Linked DNA regions of Xenopus tropicalis: region 1 is linked to region 2. Evidence: chromatin contacts called from public Hi-C data. All regions are on one chromosome and are shown on one strand. The core of a region is the stretch at or near the end of the contact, and the rest is flanking DNA. Distances in the headings are between cores, read along the strand shown.

Region 1 (2,907 bases), core at 144-2,643, 160 kb before region 2:
CTGTTGCTTGAAGAGATCCTTGGGGGGGTCTGCAGAGCTAGGGGCAGACACATTGAGATGGCCTCAATTAGGAACCTCATTGGCTCTCTGAGGGGAGTCTTCATCAGATAAGCCCTCTGAGAATTGACCTTCCTTAGCAAGTTACGACTCCTTGCCAGAGTCTGGAAGAATAGAAATGGCTGGGGGTTTGCGCTTGCCCAAAAAACCTGTAGGAGACTGGGAAGCAAACAGTTTATCTAGGGAGTCTGTCAAGACCCTGCAAGGAGGCCAGTGAATGAGCTAGCTTGCGTACCCAGGGAGGCTCAGGAATGGAGACCGAAGTCTAGCGCAACACTGGGTGCAATCAAGAAAAGAAACCTGTGTGGTAATAGGATTCCTGGTGGGTTCGGCCAAACCTTGGCACATCAATTGTGGGTTGCACTCACCTTCCCCACCTGTGACCTTACACTGCCGGCTTCCTCTTCCGGCTCTCTAATTTATAGGCACATGTGGGGCAGGTGCGGGTCTACAGAGGGAAGAAGCCGGGTCGGGCAGGGTTAGGGTTGGAAGTGGGCAGGTTAGGGCTGGGAGTGAGCAGGTTAGGGCTGGGAGTGGGCAGGTTAGGGTTGGGAGTGGGCAGGTTAGGGTTGGGAGTGGGCAGGTTAGGGTTGGGAAGGTTAGGGTTGGGAGTGGGCAGGTTAGGGTTGGGAGTGGGCAAGTTCGAGTCGAGGATTTCTTGACCGACACATCACTAGCTCCCACCCTCCTGCGCTGCCAAACCACATACAGCAGCGGAGCACCAAATCCTGCCCATGTAGCCCAAGGATGCTGGCTATCTCTGCCAGCAGTAGCCCCAGGGTCCCAGTCCATAGGGGGAACCTGCAACCTGCGTGAAGTGAGGGGGGGGGGGTGAGCAGCTCCCCTTCCCCCAGTTGCTGAAGGGACTTAACCAGAGCTCCTGCCCTTCTCTAGAGCTCCATACATGTCTGGGGGCTGAACCATGATTCCTGCCCAAGATCTCCTGTAAGGAAAAGGAGAGATGCAATATAAACAATAAAAAGTCAAATAAAATAAAGTAAAATAAATAGAAAACTCCCTGAAGGGGAGTTGTGTCCTCCTCCCATAAGTTCCAGTTCCCCCCCCCCCCCCCAGAAGGTGGTATTAACCCTTCAGTGCCGGTGTCCCCCTGGAACTGTGTTTTTATTAGAACAATTCGACCTTTACAGCAGTGCTTACTGCTTCCCTTCTAGTTGTGCCTCTCAGTCTGAGGCGCTCAGGCTCTATAATGTTCCAGAACACAGGGATTTGGAAATGTTGCGGACAGTTAACTATAGGAACCATTATTTCATAGGGTCGGGTTTCCAGGGGGAGGGCTATTGTGCTGCACAGGGAAAGCTTTTCTGCTTCCGGGTACGAATGTGAGCTGTTCTGCCTACAGGCTGTTACAGTACTAAAGGTATGTAGTGAGGGTGGGTTTATTGTGTCAGGGGTATCAGTCTGGCAACTAGTGTGTCCTTCCTCCCTGTCTAACGGGGGATCTGCTGTCCCTGTATCTGTCACTCTGGGGATCTGCTGTCCCTGTATCTGTCACTCTCTGGGGATCTGCTGTCCCTGTATCTGTCACTCTGGGGATCTGCTGTCCCTGTATCTGTCACTCTGGGGATCTGCTGTCCCTGTATCTGTGACTCTGGGGATCTGCTGTCCCTGTATCTGTCACTCTGGGGATCTGCTGGCCCTGTATCTGTCACTCTGGGGATCTGCTGTCCCTGTATCTGTGACTCTGTGGGGGATCTGCTGTCCCTGTATCTGTGACTCTGTGGGGGATCTGCTGTCCCTGTATCTGTGACTCTGTGGGGGATCTGCTGTCCCTGTATCTGTCACTCTGGGGATCTGCTGTCCCTGTATCTGTCACTCTGGGGATCTGCTGTCCCTGTATCTGTCACTCTGGGGATCTGCTGTCCCTGTATCTGTCACTCTGGGTTCTGCTGTCCCTGTATCTGTGACTCACAAGCAAAACCACTTGTGAGTATGAGCCCTAAAGCCAGAGAAAGGGTTGGGGGTGGTTCTGCATATTACTGAGCAGAGGCAAGAGAAGAAGGGAAACTCTGGGGGAGCAGAAAGCTCTATATAGGAATCCTTGCCTGCTCTGAAATCATCAACTTTAGACAAACTTTACTCAACACCCACCACTTGCCCCCCCCCCTCTATATTGATGGCCATGTTGGGACCCTAAGCTGTAGAATCCCAGCTCTCTAATTTATGCACAGGAGTGTGATGTCACAGGCATAGGTATAATGAGCGAGGCAGGAGATTCAGTTATTGCATGTCACCAAACATGGCCACCCTCACTGGGAGCTCCCTCCCAGTATGAGCATGTTTAGGCAAAACAGCATTGTTTCTGGGGAGTGTAACAGGAAGTGGGTTCCCTGTGTCCCAGGACTCTGTGTCCCTGTTGCTGGGACAGCCACCGTGCCCTGTGTCCATAACCCTAAAACATGTCTATATACCCCCCAAAGATAAACTGGTAATGTTTGAGAATACAAAGCGTTAGAAAACCAATTAATGAATAACCTTTAACAACTTCCTTTTATAGAGATGGACACCCCTTCAACAGACATGGATCCTGAACTTGCCCGGCAGCTGTTCTTTGAAGGTGCAACCCTGGTGATATTGGGGGTACCAGAAGGCTCTGAATTTGGCATAGACTATAATAGCTGGCAAGTGGGACCTCGATTTAGAGGTGTAAAAATGGTGCCCCCGGGTGTTCATTTCATGCACTACAACGTGGTTGGTAAAGGAGGGGGCCTTGGAGACATGAGCCCGCGCAGCAGCATGTTCCTCTATTTGCAACAGAGAGAGCTGCGTCTTTTCCGCTGGGACCCCCAGGAGGAAGAGATGGTCGTAGCCCCTCAAGAAGAAGCCGAAAAA
Region 2 (2,700 bases), core at 31-2,530:
TCCCATTAATGTTATAGTGGGTGTAGGCAATTTAGGAATATTCCATAGGAATGCCTGGGGGGGGGGTGAGTTCTAAGTGTTTTATGCCTGCATGCCGTGCTACAAAATGCTTGGAATCACCCACTGTGCCATTGATAATATATGGGCACAGGCGAAGTATATTTATATATATTATGGAACTCTAAGTTGAATTTTAATATCCTTATATTTTACAACAGGGGGTGCATTATTCACTATATATATATTTCAACAGGGCATATATGCTTTATAATACACAGTCATATGATACATACAAGTTATAGTGTTATAATTCTATATGGCACTACCCTAGGCAGAGCTATATGCCCCAGAGCCGCAATGTCACGGAGATGAGCCTGTTGCGCAATCAGATAGCAATAGCGTGTATTTTCCCAGGCGGTATCCTCCCCCCCCCCCCCAAATAACTAACTATTTTCCAGCTGCATCATACTCCAGTCCCCGGAATTGCTTGGCTTCAAAGCCCCTGGGGCAAATAAAAGCTGCCCCTGCAGATCAAATACAATGGGGCGCTCAAAATTGCCTTCCCAACCAATATCTGCCCAAAAATCTGGCTTTAAAGGTTTAATAATGCCATCGGGCGAGGACTACACAGGGGTACTGACGCCATCCTTGCCCAATGGGCCCCCATGGACCCACAGAATGATCCAGTCATTGGCCTTTACATTGACATGTAATCCTTCTGTGCCTCATAGAAAAGATGATTTATTTACCAACAGAATTCTGCATGCATAGCCCCAATAATTAGCAAATAAACATAGCTGTACATTGATATCCCTTGTGAAAGTAACATAGGGTTCAATGCCCCACAGCACAGTCTTCATCTGAGAGCAAATACCCTGTTATCTATGATTTAACCTGCAGCTCTTACTGAACTACAACTCCCAGAATCCACTGACAGCCTCCCCCAACCCTCAAAGTCAGCTCTGCTCTATGCAACCTAGCATTTAGGCACAATTACTGTTACATTCCTTTCCAGGATCTGCCTCCAAGCAGATGTGGCAGTGATAGAGGAAAGGTTGGCGGCAGTGCCAGACTTTGGGTGAGTAATGTTAGTGAGAATGAGGAAGTTTAGGGGGATTCAGCGCAGGGAGAAGGCGGAAGGAGCAGGGTGCTGGTACCAGCTGTGCCAGGGACTGACCCACACATCCGGTAAGTACATGCCAGTGAGCCTTACCTGCTATGAGTGTGAGTGCCGCTCAGTGTGGCTGCTCAGGAGCCGGGGAAGCTCTGCACTAACTTACTCTGATCCTAATAGCATGGGAGGAAGGCAGCCAATGTGGGATGTGGCCCTAACCCCCCCCCCCCAGCCTGCCCTCCCGCCTGGGATTTGGCCATACAAGGAGAAGGAATTTGAGGAGGATGCAGGCATATGAGGGACAGGGAGATCCAAACCCAAACACAGGATATTCTGCCTTTTATAGCTGTCAGCCCCACTCCGGCACAGGGAGCCCCCTAAACAAGGCTGGGTGCCCTGGGGGAACGGCCGCTGCTCCTTATATGGGGCAGAACTGCGATCCAGCCGCAGCTGTACGGGGCCAATGCTATAGAGAGGCGCAGCTGTACGGGGCCAATGCTATAGAGAGACGCAGCTGTACGGGGCCAATGCTATAGAGAGGCGCAGCTGTACGGGGCCAATGCTATAGAGAGGCGCAGCTGTACGGGGCCAATGCTATAGAGAGGCGCAGCTGTACGGGGCCAATGCTATAGAGAGGCGCAGCTGTACGGGGCCAATGCTATAGAGAGGCGCAGCTGTACGGGGCCAATGCTATAGAGAGGCGCAGCTGTACGGGGCCAATGCTATAGAGAGGCGCAGCTGTACGGGCCGATGCTATAGAGAGGCGCAGCTGTACGGGGCCAATGCTATAGAGAGGCGCAGCTGTACGGGGCCAATGCTATAGAGAGGCGCAGCTGTATTGGGCCAATGCTATAGAGAGGCGCAGCTGTACGGGCCGATGCTATAGAGAGGCGCAGCTGTACGGGGCCGATGCTATAGAGAGGCGCAGCTGTACGGGGCCAATGCTATAGAGAGGCGCAGCTGTACGGGGCCGATGCTATAGAGAGACGCAGCTGTACGGGGCCAATGCTATAGAGAGGCGCAGCTGTACGGGGCCAATGCTATAGAGAGGCGCAGCTGTACGGGGCCAATGCTATAGAGAGGCGCAGCTGTATTGGGCCAATGCTATAGAGAGGCGCAGCTGTACGGGGCCAATGCTATAGAGAGGCGCAGCTGTACGGGGCCGATGCTATAGAGAGGCGCAGCTGTACGGGGCCAATGCTATAGAGAGGCGCAGCTGTACGGGGCCAATGCTATAGAGAGGCGCAGCTGTACGGGGCCAATGCTATAGAGAGGCGCAGCTGTACGGGGCCAATGCTATAGAGAGGCGCAGCTGTACGGGGCCAATGCTATAGAGAGGCGCAGCTGTACGGGGCCAATGCTATAGAGAGGCGCAGCTGTACGGGGCCAATGCTATAGAGAGGCGCAGCTGTACGGGGCCAATGCTATAGAGAGGCGCAGCTGTACGGGGCCAATGCTATAGAGAGGCGCAGCTGTACGGGGCCGATGTAAGGGGCAAGAAGTGATGGGGGTGCACACTATATAGTGTATACAAGGGGGAGCAATTGTGTAAAGGGCGCTGGGGCTACAACTATACTGTGTGCAAG

What was found. A called contact is a pair of places that touch in the nucleus more often than the background predicts.
Region 1: a contact with region 2 is called in a Hi-C map of neurula embryo, with 2.5 times the contacts expected there. The contact joins the promoter of aar2 here to the promoter of myl9 in region 2. A contact is called at or near these places in 3 of 5 Hi-C or Micro-C datasets (gastrula embryo, neurula embryo and tailbud embryo).

What each region holds. Positions count from the first base shown.
Region 1 is chr10:39,758,446-39,761,352 of UCB_Xtro_10.0, reverse strand. It overlaps aar2 (AAR2 splicing factor), which reads left to right and starts at 1,393. Exons shown (of 5, transcript NM_001112968.2): 1 at 1,393-1,435; 2 at 2,573-2,907. The coding sequence starts at 2,575.
Region 2 is chr10:39,601,327-39,604,026 of UCB_Xtro_10.0, reverse strand. It overlaps myl9 (myosin light chain 9), which reads right to left and starts at 1,280. Exons shown (of 4, transcript NM_001102780.1): 1 at 1,214-1,280. It overlaps lpin3 (phosphatidate phosphatase LPIN3), which reads left to right and starts at 1,047. Exons shown (of 20, transcript XM_012952852.3): 1 at 1,047-1,078.